Linked DNA regions of Mus musculus: region 2 is linked to region 1. The links are chromatin contacts, called in public promoter capture Hi-C maps. All regions are on one chromosome and are shown on one strand. The core of a region is the stretch at or near the end of the contact, and the rest is flanking DNA. Distances in the headings are between cores, read along the strand shown. Region 1 holds the start of C230057A21Rik (a long non-coding RNA gene). Region 2 holds the start of Chmp4c (charged multivesicular body protein 4C).

Evidence for each region. Capture Hi-C pulls out chosen DNA fragments and counts their contacts.
Region 2: a contact with region 1 is called in a promoter capture Hi-C map of liver, with 7 times the contacts expected there. The contact joins the promoter of Chmp4c here to the promoter of C230057A21Rik in region 1.

The regions. Positions count from the first base shown.
Region 1 is chr3:8,734,035-8,741,291 of GRCm38.p6, reverse strand. C230057A21Rik (a long non-coding RNA gene) reads left to right here and starts at 4,653. Exons shown (of 3, transcript XR_878672.2): 1 at 4,653-5,164.
Region 2 is chr3:10,363,463-10,370,441 of GRCm38.p6, reverse strand. It overlaps Chmp4c (charged multivesicular body protein 4C), which reads right to left and starts at 3,469. Exons shown (of 5, transcript NM_025519.2): 1 at 3,221-3,469. The coding sequence starts at 3,410.

The sequences.
Region 1 (7,257 bases), core at 3,404-5,903:
CAGCTTATGAGAGGCAATCCCAGGTGAAATGTTACACAGGTTGTTAATGGGTACCAAACAGACACCAAAGAAATGAGAAAATGGCCAAATGAGAATTGCAATCAGTTTGTCTCTACAACAACTCTGTATTAAATTTGATGAGATGTTATGGTTATTCCTGCCACACACACCCTGGGTGACAGTGGCTTTGAATTTAGCGCTCTAAGTAGACCCCTGGGGCTGTGGCCATGCTGCCCACCTGCTTAGCATTTGGTCGAGGGAGTTCTTCAGGGGGCTTGCACCATGCCAACAATTTCACAGCAGGGTGGTAGCTATCCAGACAGGCAGAGAGCAGGTGTCACTCGGCTCAGAGGGACACTCTGATGGTGTCGAGGGACTGTGGAAGCTTTGAGGGTGGTGGCCGATTTCCAGCAATCTTGAGGGCTGTATGAGGAACCCTTCATGCAGAAATATTTGGGGTCCTGGGCATACATATGGTTTTGTGATATGTGTTAAGTGGAGGGGAAAGGATATTGGTGGTGGGAGCCAGCTTGGCATAGGGAATGCCCTTGGCCTTTCCATGACTGCTGTGCACAGAGCTCCATTTGCAGCAAGAAGATGGTGCAGGACTCCGGGAACAGAAGCTCTCTCCAAAGACCAATACTTTATGTATTGTTTGTGAGTTTCTATAATTATTTACTTGTTTTGTAGGACATGGTCTCTGGCCTAGAGCCAGTGGCACTGCCTACCTTTGTCTCCCCAAGTGCTGAGTTAGAGACACAACTGCCATGCTCAGCTTGAATAGAGCCCTTTATATATTATATAGAACAGATTATATAGATTGTACATAAATCAAAAGTCATATCACCTCACCATCTATAAGAGAATTGGCACAAACTCATGTCACAAAAGCCAAGCAAAACTCTACAACTACAGCCTTTACTCCTGATACTGGAGATGTTATTCTGTTTGTTAACACTGAGTGATGGAGAGATGAAAGGGGAGTGGGGCTTTGATAATACTCATCTTGGTGATGGCCAAAAAGTGTTTAGAGACAAACGTGGACTGAGCTGGGTATGGTGGCTCACTGTGGTGATCTCACCACTTGGATGGCTGAGACACTCGGATTGCTGTGAGTTTGGGGCCAGCCTGGGCTACTTAGTGAGTTTCAGGAAGTGAGTCCCTATTCTTAAACAAAATAAACTAAAGCTGGAGTGAACTGAATATGTCACAGGCTTGGTTTCATGTTACACAGCCCCCAGGAACTGTGGGACTGAGATCTCACTTGGGGCCAAGAGACTATCTGATTATTTCCATTGGTGTGCCTAAAAAAAGCCTACATGGGGAGTCCTCTTCCAGGCCAGAGCAGGGGGCCAAGTGCAGGCCTCAGCTTGGCCACTCTGGTCAGTGCTCTCTTTCTGCCTGTCAAGTGGGTGATTAGGAAAGCAAACTTAATGACCTGTTAGAGATGGCAACAGTAGCACCTGCCTTCCGCAGAAGCTGCTGCTGACATCACCTTGACAAGAGTCCCCAACTCAGGGGTCATTTGAGTGGAGCTGTGGGCTCTGTGTTCTGAGAAAGTTTCAGAGCAGGAGTCTGCTGGGCATGACCCAGGGTGTAAAGTTGTTTTCTTTCCTTTTGGTTTTGTGTCTGAGCCGGACTCCCGATTCTCTGTTATAACTCGTTTTAGACTTATTTTGTGCTGGTGCCTGGAGACTTGACAGGACTTCCGCGACGGTAAAGCTCCTTGAGCACTAGCCAGGCTTGACGGCAGTCATAATTCAGCCACTCGGGCCCAGTTACAGTCATAGCAGTGCTGGGCGCATGCGCTGAGAGCAGAACTGGGCGCATGCGCTGAGGATGGTGCATCCATTCCCATGGTTGATTTCTCTTAGGCTCATCCCTCTCATGGCCTGTGTTCGCAAGAAGTGGCCGGCCCCACTGTCTGTTTTGTTAGCTGTGTCTTGACCTTTGAGAACTAAATCTGAGAAGGCTTTTAGGGTTTCCTTTCAAACTTCTGGAAGGATCTGGCTCCCTTGGGGGCAGGTGCAGTAGGATTGGAGTAGTCATTGCATTTGTGTTGAGAAGTCTACCAAGACACGGAAAATGTGGGCCTGGGAGGATGGATCTGTTCTGAAATGATACAGGCTAATCGAGCTTACTACCTACAAATGTGGCCCACGGGAGCTGCAGAACATTCTAGCCAGATTTGTTCTGGCTGCCTGATGTGGTCATTTGCCTGTGTGAGATGTGTGTGTGTGTGCGCGCGCACCCAGGTTCCCAGGCTGGCACATTAAGTGTCTCTATTTACTGGGCCATCTCCCCAGCTTCTAACTCCTTACCATCTCAGTAACTTGATTTGCAAAGAGCAGAACTGTTTTGCACAGCTTGTTCTGAGGAAGCAACGGCTCTGTCCATGTGCTCAGGCCTGTGCGGCAACCCCTCCCCCCACCCCCCCAGCCCCCAGGGTTGTGTATTTGCTGATGATGCTGTTTTGAGTGACTGTGTAAGCTTTTGTGGTGGGGCCTCTCTAGAAGAGGCGAGTCACTAAGTTTTACAATTCTCCCCTCTACCCTGCTTCCTGTCTTCTTTCTGCTCCCTAATCCAGTGAAATTCCAGGGAGGGAGGGATCCCGGGCCAGCTCACACTCCTGCTGCCATCTTTCTTTACCAAGATGGACTATGGTCATCTTAAACTCTTTTACATTGTTTCTTTGTAAGATGATAGTTACTGTTCTCACTGGCACATGCCCCTGTGACATGAGTATTTTGCACCTGTGTTCAGGTGCTCCTAAGGTCCTGGAACTTGACTTATAGGTGACTTTGGGTGTCAGCTCCCGAGACAGAGTAGCAAGCTCCCCCACCTGTTGGGCCACGTCTCCAGCCACTTCAGCTGCTTCTTGCTATGTATTTGGAAACAGCAGTGAGAAGACTCACTCACCACACAAAGCCTGAGCTCAGCCCCAGAGACTCCAAGGACTCAATGCGCAAGCCCGATTATCTTATCCCCATGGCTCTATGTCATGAAGGTCTGGATGGCGTCATACTTTCTTTGACTATGAAACACATCATTCCTGTGGGAGTGAGAGGGTGTGTGTGTGTGGGGGGGTGGGGGTGCCGGAAACTATGGAGACACATTGTGTACACGTATAAATAAATGATATTAAAAATTCAAAATTCGTTCAAAATTCATATAAATGATGACTTGGAAAATTCTGACGTTTTAAACAGTTACAAGTTCTACCTTCCTGGGTTTTCAGAAGACCTGTTTCCTGTTTGCTCTCTGTTCAAGACACACGGGCTTTGGGAAATCTCACAGAGCTCCTGCTATCTCCTCGCCCCTAGCACAGGGCTGGGGAAGAGAATCCTTTGAAACTGAGATTTACATGGATGGAGGAGATGGAGTTGAATGGGGAAGACGACATTTTATAAACAAAAAGTTAACACTCGAGGACTCAGCCAGCCGAGACACAGGACTGTGGCCTGCTGTCTCTCAGCGGTTTCTTTGGTATGGTCTTCAACAGAACATTGAGACCAGAAGTGAAATTCAGGCCTAGTTAAAGTAAAACAAATAAATAAATTAATTAATTAATTAATTTTAAAAAGTAAAGTGCTGAAATGGAAACCTTCGGGTGCAGCCTTGGGAAGGCTGACCACGGGTCTTGCTCATCAGCCTCGTTCTGGTCAGACTCCTGCTAGGCTTCAGCCCAGCTGATTTTCCCCATAGCAGGCACTGGATACATGGCCTTCCTTTCTCTGCACTCCACTGCCTCCGAGCCTCTCCTTTGCCTGCCTGCCTCCTGGCTATTTTCTGGCTCTCAGCCTGGTAGCTGCTGTCTATTCCATACAAACGTAGGCTCCACCTGTGTGCTTCCGCACGCAGGCTTCTCACAGGGGCCGGGAGAGATGACACAGTAGTTAAAAGCTCTGGCTGCTCTTTTGGAGATTCCAAGTTCAATTCCCAGCACTACCAAGTGCTGCCCAACTGTTTGTAATGGAATCTGATGCCACTTGTAGGTGTGCAGACAAAAGTGTCTTACACATAAACCTATAAAAACACACACTAAATCAACCAATGTGAAGAACTAAATGTGTGTGGACTGGAGTTTACAATGGGTTGCCACAGTCCTATGGACACTCCCCCAACCCCCACCCGATTCCCCCCAACCCCCATCCCAGCTCTTCCCCAGCTCCCCCCCCCCACTCACTTTTATTATTGGGAAGGCAACTTAAACCACCCTCTTAATGAAATACACCCATGTGTGTCACACATACATGTTCTAGAAGCTACATGAAACTTTGTGAAAACATTGAAAACTCACCAAGGCAGCTGACTTTCAGAATTCCATTTGCAAAATAAGCCATGTATGAGTTCTCTCCATGGTGAGGCTCTTATGGTGAGCAGCTTAGCTGGACTCTCCATCTGCCATTGCTACATTGAGCTGCATTGCCTATTGCTGTCACTGCCTTCAGCACAGGTGAAATGGTTCAGCAGCCCTTGCACCAGGCCCTACAAAGGTTAGCCTTTCTATGAGATCAACTCTGAGAACTTCCAGGACTTCTGGGAAGGAAGCCAGAACAATTCCTCACTTCTCCTGCTAAGAAGAACCAATCTAAATGGAGGAGGGGTGACGCCAGTCTCTGATAAATATCCTTTCCATATGAAGTGCACATCAGCCTGACACAAGTAATTAGCTGTCAGGTGCTAGTCTTTGCTGTCAGAGGCCAATTTTGAGATTAGTGTTAATTGCAGGCGGCCTTAACGGCCTTTACTCTCGGCCCAGCAGCCCCTAGCAAGCTGCCCTCCCCAGCCGCTGCTAGTCTCAGTGCAGCTTTCAGTGATGGGGCTGGCAGAGTGGAATCAATTATGGGCCAGTGAGGATTTTCCCACAGGTCTCACTTGGAGATGAACGACTTCTCCTGCTGCCCAGACAGCTGGCCAGACTGTCCACTGGGAAAGAAGCCTGTGGAGGGGAGTGTGGGCCGTGTCAGCCACACTGCTGACAGCCCATCCGTTATCCACAGGGCTTGGCAGAGAGAGGCTGAGCCCCTCCGGCCTGTCGTGCACTGCCCTGGCTGCTACATCCCATCATCCAACGGCCCCAGTGAAAGAACAGAGAACAGTCCATCCGCGGATGTTACTAAGGGTCAAGAGGAAAGAGGAAGTGGATGGCCACAGCCTGATGGTAATGTTTGGAAGTTAGGTGTGGGTTTGTATTTTTAACAATTTTCAGAATTGGAATCGTGCTTTGTGTCATTTTGCATCTGTGAGGGTCACCTGGACTTTATGGCAATCTCCAAAGGTTTAAGACGGGGCATCTCAATGTTCAGAAGTCTCTCCCTCCAGGGTGTGGTCTGAGCAACAGTGATAAAACCTATGAAGCATGTGCTACTATCAGTTGTCTGTCCTGATTTATATTTTTAGCTGAAATTTTTTTAGCAAGAATAATGATTTTAAAGTATGCAAACTGCATTTCCATATTTTATCATTTGTCTTTGCTTAAAAAAAATTATCCAGGTTAGTGCAAACAGCCCCACATACTGACTATTTAAAAGTAAATAATTCCTAATTGGTAAAATGCCAAAGTCTATTTACTAATGGCGTTAAATATTTCTAGGAAATTTTGTTTTTAAGGGGTGAATTAGCTATTCAATTCTCCATGACCAAGGCATTTAAAAATTATAATTAAAGAACGCCCTGATGTAGGAAGGTGTGGCTCAGTGGGTAGAGTGCCATCCTGGCTTGAACAAGGCTCTGGATTCAGGCAGAATAAGACAGGAAGACCAGTGCGGGGTGGTGGTGGCAAACGCCTTCAAGCCTAGCACTCAGGAGGCAGAGGCAGACAGATCTCTGAGGGTCTCATGTAGGCCTAGGCTGGACTCAATTCAGAATGTTGTAGCTAAAGACAAACTTGGTTCTGATTCTTCTGCATCCACTTCCCCAGGCCAGCAAGGGCAAGCTACAAGCGAGGCTGGGTGGAGCGCAGGGGAGTCATAAAAGACGGGGAAACACTAAGAAGCCAGCTACATCCCACAGTCTTCTTTTAATTTGATTGCTGTTGGTGTTTGTGTGAGAGGCTTGACTCACCCTGCCATGCTGCCTCAGCATCCCAGTGCTGAGGTTATAAGAGCCATATCTGGCTTGCTGGATTATTAAAACAGTCCCCGATTACAGTTACTTGGTTCAAAATGAGATGAAAGTGGGCAAGTAATCACAGGTCTAGTGTAAAACCGTGCATGGTGGCACTGAACTAGAGTCACCTTTGGGTGGCACAGTGGAAACAGCTAGGATGTCGCAAAAGTCTGACTGCACCTCTGCAGAGCAAAGCCGCCTGACTGCACCTCTGCAGAGCAAAGCTGAGCTATGAGGGAGAACTGGGCTCTCTCTCCCTGCTAGTTCCCCAGTCTCACTTGGAGGCCTCTTGAGGTGGAGGTACAGGGGATGAGGGAGCTCACCAGTAAGTTCTTCGAAACTGTACCCACGACAACACTAAATGCTAAGTCCCAGAATGAGCAGTGTGGGACCAACGTTCCATGGTGCAATGTCCCAGTTAATCTCGAGCCATCTTCTTTCCCTTGTGACAGATGAAGATAACGTCCAAATCATACACAGAAATTCAACAGACACAACATCTATACAATTCAGTGAGCATCCATACAGTTAGAATGGGCACTGGAATGGAAACTGTGAAATTTCACACTACATTTTATACTTTAAGAACCGACTACTTTCTATGCTCCTACCCACTAGTCAAACAAAAAAGAACACCATGACATAACTAGAACTAGAAAAATGATTGGCTTTATATCCTCTGACATAAATGGTGTCAATTTCTTGCAGTCAGCTCTGCTTACCTTTGGTGTGTGTTGTTTTCACTTATTTTCAAGTTTTTAATTAGTAAAGTTTACAAAATTAAAAATAAAATAATTCAAACAAACAAGCCTACGATGAGCAAATCACTCCCTTGTCTTTGCAGCACAGTGCAAAGAGAAGTGCAGTCTCAGGTTGGCTGGGATCCAGTAGATGGATCCTGTGACTCGCTGATCTAGTTTCTGCCTTTAGAACATTCCCCAAGTTTGTTCCTTGAATGTCTTGACTGAAAACTTAATTCCCTCCATTTGGAAGACAGAGATGTCCAGTTGAGCCAAGACCACTCTTGTCTCTGCACCGACCACATCACTTCCTTCTCTGCCTTTGGCCTTCAAGGTACTCAAGACCAGGAGCACACATTTCCTGTTCTGTTTTTCCATGTCATCGAGCATGGGGAAGGCTGTCAGC
Region 2 (6,979 bases), core at 2,220-4,719, 1.6 Mb before region 1:
AGCATGGTGGCACACAGCTTTAGTCCCAGCACAAAGGAGACGAGTCAGATAGATCTCTGTCCGTTCAAGGCCAGTCTGGTCTACAAAGCAAGTTCCAGGACAATCAGGGCTGTTACACAGGGAAACCCTGTCTTGATTGCTCGCCCCCAAATGCAATACATACATACATACACACACACACACACACACACACACACACACACACATACACACATACATACATACATACATACATACATACATACATACATACACACACACACACACACACATACATACATACATACATACATACACACATACATACATATATAGTAGCCAGGAGTGGTGATGCATGACTTTAATCTCTGAATTTGTAGTTCAGGGACAGCAGGTCTCTTTGAATGCAAGGCCAGACTGGTCACCCTGAACCAGAGTGATGTCCATTAAACTTAACAATTTATGATTTGACAGTCAAAGAGCTGGCAAATTGGAGGGTCTGTCCCCTTCCTATTCTCTCTCTTTCTTTTGTCATTCAGAAACCTGAGTGAGAAATATCCACTTCCCAGGCCCTCTGTTTACCCCAGAAGCAACACTCCAGGAGCCTCCCTTGGGGGGGGGGGGGCTTATTAGCATCTTGAATTCGTTTCTTAAGGAAGTTCATATGGTTCTTATGACACAAATTATTTAGCATTGTAGTTCAGTGCTTGGGTTTCAGAGCAGCTGTCCCTGCTTTATTTGTTGTCTTCACTGTCAAAGAATTCTAGGTCTTTTAAAAAACAAGAAAAGATAAACAAAAAATAAAAGTTAACCATTTCACCAGTAAAATTCCCTTTGGGTATTCAAAATGCTGTCTATGTTTCTGCTGTGGAGACATTCATCACTGAAGAACTTGCGGTTTCTGGTATAATACTACCAGAAATATATAATACATTCAGCTAGGATGTTTGACACATTAGGTGGCCATCTATGGAAGTAAAGCTTCAACGGAGAATACATTGTGTCTCTCAGATTACAATGTAAATTACAGCTAATCTAGCAGTGCCATTATGTAGCATAGGGTCCTTGTAGTGCTCAGTAATTTGGGTCTTATTTTCCTATATATCTGAAAGTATTCTTAGCAGCTAATGGAAGGGAATGGCTGTGTGTGTCTGGAGTTATCGGGTTTATTTGGAGACGCGATTCTATTGATGGTGCGTCTAATGCATAGGACTGTGACCAAATTCAACCCATAGCTTATATTAAAGATGGTCTCATGCAAGCCAGCCTCTGCTTATTCCCGGGACCTCTGGAGCCCAGGCCTGGGCTAACAACATTGAACTCTCATATCTAAATGATGATGAATCAATTCTTGCTCCAATTACTGCTTGCTCACAGTGCATATGTAACTTCCCCAATTTAGGGAAGCTGGGTTGGTACTCAGCATTCTCTTCAAATGTTTTGTCCTTGTTTGTCGTGTAAGCTTGTGATACACCTTAAGGCCACTGGGAACCAATGTAGCCCATAGTGTGTTACATTTCACTCTCTGAAAGCAAATCTACATTTTTACAAATTCCTAGAAGTAGATGTTCAAATTCTCATATTAAATAGACATTTACTGAGTTACTACTAGAAGCAAAGGAGCACACAGTTCCAAACAAATGACCATGTGTTTGTGCTGTGACAGAAACTCCACAAGTATTCAGAGTGCACAGCTAGCCAGTGAGGAAGACTGGAGTCACAGCACGAACACTGACTTTATAGCCAGCTATAACAACGGCACCGTCTCTCTTTAGAAAATGTCACCGAATAAGTTCCCAAAATATTCTCAACATGGAATAAAAATAGAAACCAGTCCTTAACTCTAAGCCATGCTGTCCTGTGGCTAAAGTCACAGGCAATAGCAAAGAATGAAACTTGGTCTTTTTGTCCTGATGACAAGAGCGTGTATATCCAGGCCCACTTTTATAAGAAGATACGGAGCCAAGGTCACCTCCCTGAGGCGGGGTTGAACAAAAGAGTGTCATCGGAATGAGCTAATCCTTCCCAGGGCCTCACAGTGACTGACCTGGACAGGGTGTGCCACTTGCCTGGCATGCACGGGGCACTGGGCTCTGCCCTCGGTACCCACAAGACCATGAAAGATGAACAGGAGAGATGGGGGAAAGAGGAGGGCGTGAGGAGAAAGGTTCCTTCCACCAACCATTTCTGGTAAAGAAGCCAGACACAGGGTCACAAATCCTCAGAGTTGATGAGCAAGCAAAGCCATTGCCACTTCCAGTTTGGGGCAGGGAGTTGCTGGGGGGTGCTGTCCTCCACTGCCCTGGTATTAAAAGCTCATCGCTCCTCTCCTCCCTGGGTTTGCATGCACGCACCACTGTGAGCTGCTGAGACCTATCCTTACAGAGCAAGCAGTATGCTGCACAAATGAACTCTGACAAAGAGCAAAAGGTTCAAGGCGTGACTGCTTCACCAAGTCATTTCTGACTCAAAGTCCTTTGTGTGTACTAAAAGCCAGATAGGAAACTTAATCTTTAATGCCTTGATTCTGTTTTTTTTTTTGTTGTTGTTGTTTTTTTTTTTTTAAAGATTACAACCGCACAGCAGGCAACTGAAGTTTTCAACAGCAGAGCACCAAGATAAACCAGAACATCCCAGGACACGCGTCACCTAAGATGAATTTACACAGACACTGGATGTGACCTGAACACAAACCTACAGGAGAAACCTGGTGTGCAATGGGAGTCAACAGAGCTGGGCTAGGAAGTGGTGAGCCAAAAGTGAAGCCCAAGTGGGTACCAGAAAACACTCTCACAAGTTAAACTTCCTTTGAATGCAATATTCTTAAAACTCAAAAACAATAAACAAAGTCGATGAGCAAAATAGCACATAAAAACGAATTTTAGCAAAGGAAGTACCATTAAAATCCCAGACATGAGTTCAAGACCAGAGAAAAATGGTCAGTAATATTCATTTTGACTTTAAAGTTTTGATTCCAGGCTCATCATGGATTGATTTGAGTCATTTAAATATTACATAATAATGTTGCTCATCTTGATTACTAGAATTTTTGGCGTTAAACATATTGCCAGCCTGGCAAGTGCCTAGCTTAGCTCACTTCAATCACCAGGCCCTGGAGATCAGGTCGGTTCCTAGAAAGGCAAGTCAGCAGTCCTGGAGGGATTCAGACTCCAAGATGAAGATGGTCCCCAGGGAAGGGCTGAGAGTGGGTGAGAGACGCATGTCCTGGGGCGCAGCTTACCTCGCTTGTTCTGGGAGCCGTGCTTCTTGGCTAAGGCGAGCTCCCTCTGGATTCGGTTCTCCAGGTACTCTTGCTTCTTGGCCAGCATCTCCTCCGTCTCCCGGAGGCGAGCCAGGGCTTCCTGGGCGCTGGGAGCCGCCCGGGCCCGGGAGGAGCGGGTCCCTTTAAAGAACTTACCCAACTTGCTCATGGCTGAGCAGTGGGGGACGAGCGTCCCAGCGCTCTGGAGACAGGTAAGCCACAGTCGGAGCCGACAGAGCTCCTGGGAATCAACAAGTTGTTTCGGCAGGTGACACCCACTCTTGGGCATTTCCTGGCCGGGCTCGGCCCCGCCCTCGAATAACTACCCGGGAGGGGGGGCAGGGCAGCCGACGCCACCGCCCTCTGGGAGTCAGGGAACCGAGAAAAGTTGGCCAGGAGCAAGGGACTGCTTTATCTCACTAGGACACATCCAGGAGAAACTACCGAGAAAGTGGCTCAAAGAAAAGCAAATCCATCAAACTCTGAGGGTGTCTAGCCAGGCCGAAAAGACTTGAGAGCAGGTGGCTTACCTGGATATACAAAGTGCTCTTTTGAGAGTGTGTGAGAGTTCACAATGTTCCTGTTTCCGATCTCTTCATATGTACAAGAATATTCTGCCACGTTCCTCTGAGTATGTGTCCTATCCAGGACACAGACCTCTCCCACCACGACGGTGTGGGCACAGCAGAGGCTGTGCTGGCTAGGACAGCCAGTCCCAAAAGCTGATCTTCACAAGACTTCAAGTAGGTGGAAGATGGTGGCCACCTCTTTTCTCAAAAGACTTCTGTACGTGCTTGATGGTCATATTCGTTTCTATAATTAGGAATACCAAGTGTACAGTGTGACTACTGTGTATTTGAATCTTAAATGGGGCTACTCTTGTGTTTGGGTCTTTGTCAAACACATTTACATGGATATCCAAGTAACGGAGAGTAGAAAATACCCTGGAGAAAAAGAAATCATCTTTCCTCCATGGAGGTTTTATCTGCCCCACCTCTTGGAGGGGAAGAAAAGCCTTTGGTTAGATGCTTGAATACAACTGGAAACCTATTTGAAGTACACTGCCAAGAAGCAGCCTGCGGCATTTAGTCTGTTTACAATGATTCACCTTAAACGCCACACTGCCATATTTGATCAATATCATCAGAATCTATTTGTGATACAGACAGCATCCTTCAATCCTAAGACCAGTAAACCAATCTGCATGCCATCATGGCTAATTAATCCATTTGTATCCAACGTCACTCTATCTAGCTGGAATTTTTGCCAAAAATTGAACATTAAGATTACTAGTAAGACACACACACACACACACACACACACACACACACACATTCCATAATAGATAGCTGCAGGCTCCTGTCATATCTTACTGGCTATTTAAAGTGCATGGTTAATAACATACACTTTGCTCTCATTTGGTAAGTATCCGACATCACCAATATTTTGCTAACTATCTGAAAGCGCCTAGTGCACGTTTCTACGCTTACTTCCCTGGTCACATCTCATCGTGCAGCTGTCCCCACTGCTGGACACTTGGCCTCCCCTTTGATGGGTGTGTTCTGTATCTATGATGCTGGGAAATCCAGCTGGAACTTACTTCTTACAGTTGGTAGTAACCACTGTAATATGTTGTCCACCCTCTATGTGTCATAGATATCAACTACGTGTAGATAGACTTGACAGAACAGCTATTTCTACATGTTTATTGTAAACATCTTTTTTAAAATCCTGCCGGCTCATTCATAAGCCCTCAAAGGTGTCTTTGTGAAGCTGCCTCAGGACTGCTCTTTTTAGGATGAAAATAGTTATTTATTCCAACAAATGAAGTACCTCAGACTCAGTTGGTAGCTGGGCCGAATTCACACAGGCAATCAGAGTGGAAGAGATACTTCAGGCTTAAATCTTTCTTCTTCGGTCTTCCCAGTTAAGTCTAGTACCGCGCTCCTGTAGTCCAAGCAAGCTAGCCTGAGCTACACAGTAAGATTCTGTTCTTTTCATTGTTTATACAACTTCCCCACTAAGAACAGAAACTCATTAAATATTTGTTTAATTAATTAACATGAAATGAAGGAGAAGTTGTGATGACCTTGAAAGTACTAGATCCTACGGGGGCTCCTCCATGGAAAGACCATCCTTCTCTTAGCAGCTTTTAGCAGCCTGCTGCACTTCATCCAGGGTGGGGATTATCCAATCCCAGTGGGCCAGCTCTAAACATATATACAAACAAACAACGCTAAATAGGCTCACCAACTATGTGTGTGTGTCTCTCTCTCTCTCTCTCTCTCTCTCTCTCTGTGTGTGTGTGTGTGTGTGTGTGTGTGTGTGTGTGTGTATGGATAGGTAGATAGATAGATAGATAGATAGATAGATAGATAGATAGATAGATAGATAGTAGATAGATAGATACATGGATGAATGGCTAGATAGATAGTAGATAGATAGATACATGGATGGATAGATAGATAGATAGATAGATAGATAGATAGATAGATAGATAGAACATTGCTATATCCACTCCAGTTGTGACACCTGTGACAGGACTAGATACCTGGAGGCAGTCCAGAGGCAAAAAGTTCACGGAAACTTAGTCTTCTGGAACCGTGGCATCCTGTATAACTAATGCTCCAATAATGTCCTTGCTTTAGTCGGTGAGTGGATCTGTGTGCTTTCCCTCAGTGTCTCCAAGCAATGACTTGCCAAATACCTAAGCAAAATAGAACTTTGCTTCTTGGCCTTCACTAATGTCCTAGGCAGTCCTTGAATTCAGTAAGAATGTTACCTATTCAGTGACATTCAGAATTGCCTCTAGTATTGTAAGAGAGATAGTGAAAGAAATCCGGCATTACTATCTATTACACAGAGTTAGAAATCTCAGGGCAAGCTTAGCAAAGAAAGTTTAGAATTCTTATTATAGTTATGTATGGCAGACTATATTACTTATTAGTAGAAAGTCCCCCCACACTATCACTTAGATAAAAGCTAAGTTGCTCCCATATACAGGAATTTACATTGGTTTAGGAAGTAGATCAGGCTGTGGTTTTAGAGTATTGCACTATTCATGAGAAGGTTAGCTAGCGCAGAACTCCCTAATTAGAACTATGGCTTGGCGTGAAAGCCCTTGCCCCGGAAGTGTAAAGACCTCACACCTGGCTTCTAAGACTATAGCTGACCTTAGATAGGGCTGACTTTGTCTCAGTTGTTTTACTGCCCAGTTCCTGCCAGTCTTTGTGTTTTCATTCCTCTGTTTTGTGTGAGAGTCATTAAGCATCTGGTAACCTCATTGTACCTTGCTGATGTGTAACCTGACTTCCCTATTTTCTTCTGTATTAAAACTCTGGTGCTTAATTTGACAAATTACATTCAGATACAGCACACTTCCTTGTATCCCATATTTGTTTGACATTTCTCGCCAACTCTTTGCCTGCCTGTCCAGAACCCTGATTTCTCCTGCAGATTGAGGGGGGCCCCAAATGAGGCCGGTCCTCGACAGAACATAGATAGATAGATAGATAGATAGATAGATAGACAAACGAGTCAAGAACTTGAGAAGGAGTTGGGGTCTCAAGGGAAGAATTTGGGGCAGGAAAGGATGTAAATATAGTACTAACATACAAAAGTCTCTTCAGGTTTTTTTAATTAAAAAAGTAATGGATCCCATAAACATTATTAAATTTATGTATGCCTAAATAGAAATGTATCCAATATATTAAGTCATTATCTGGTGGTTTATACATT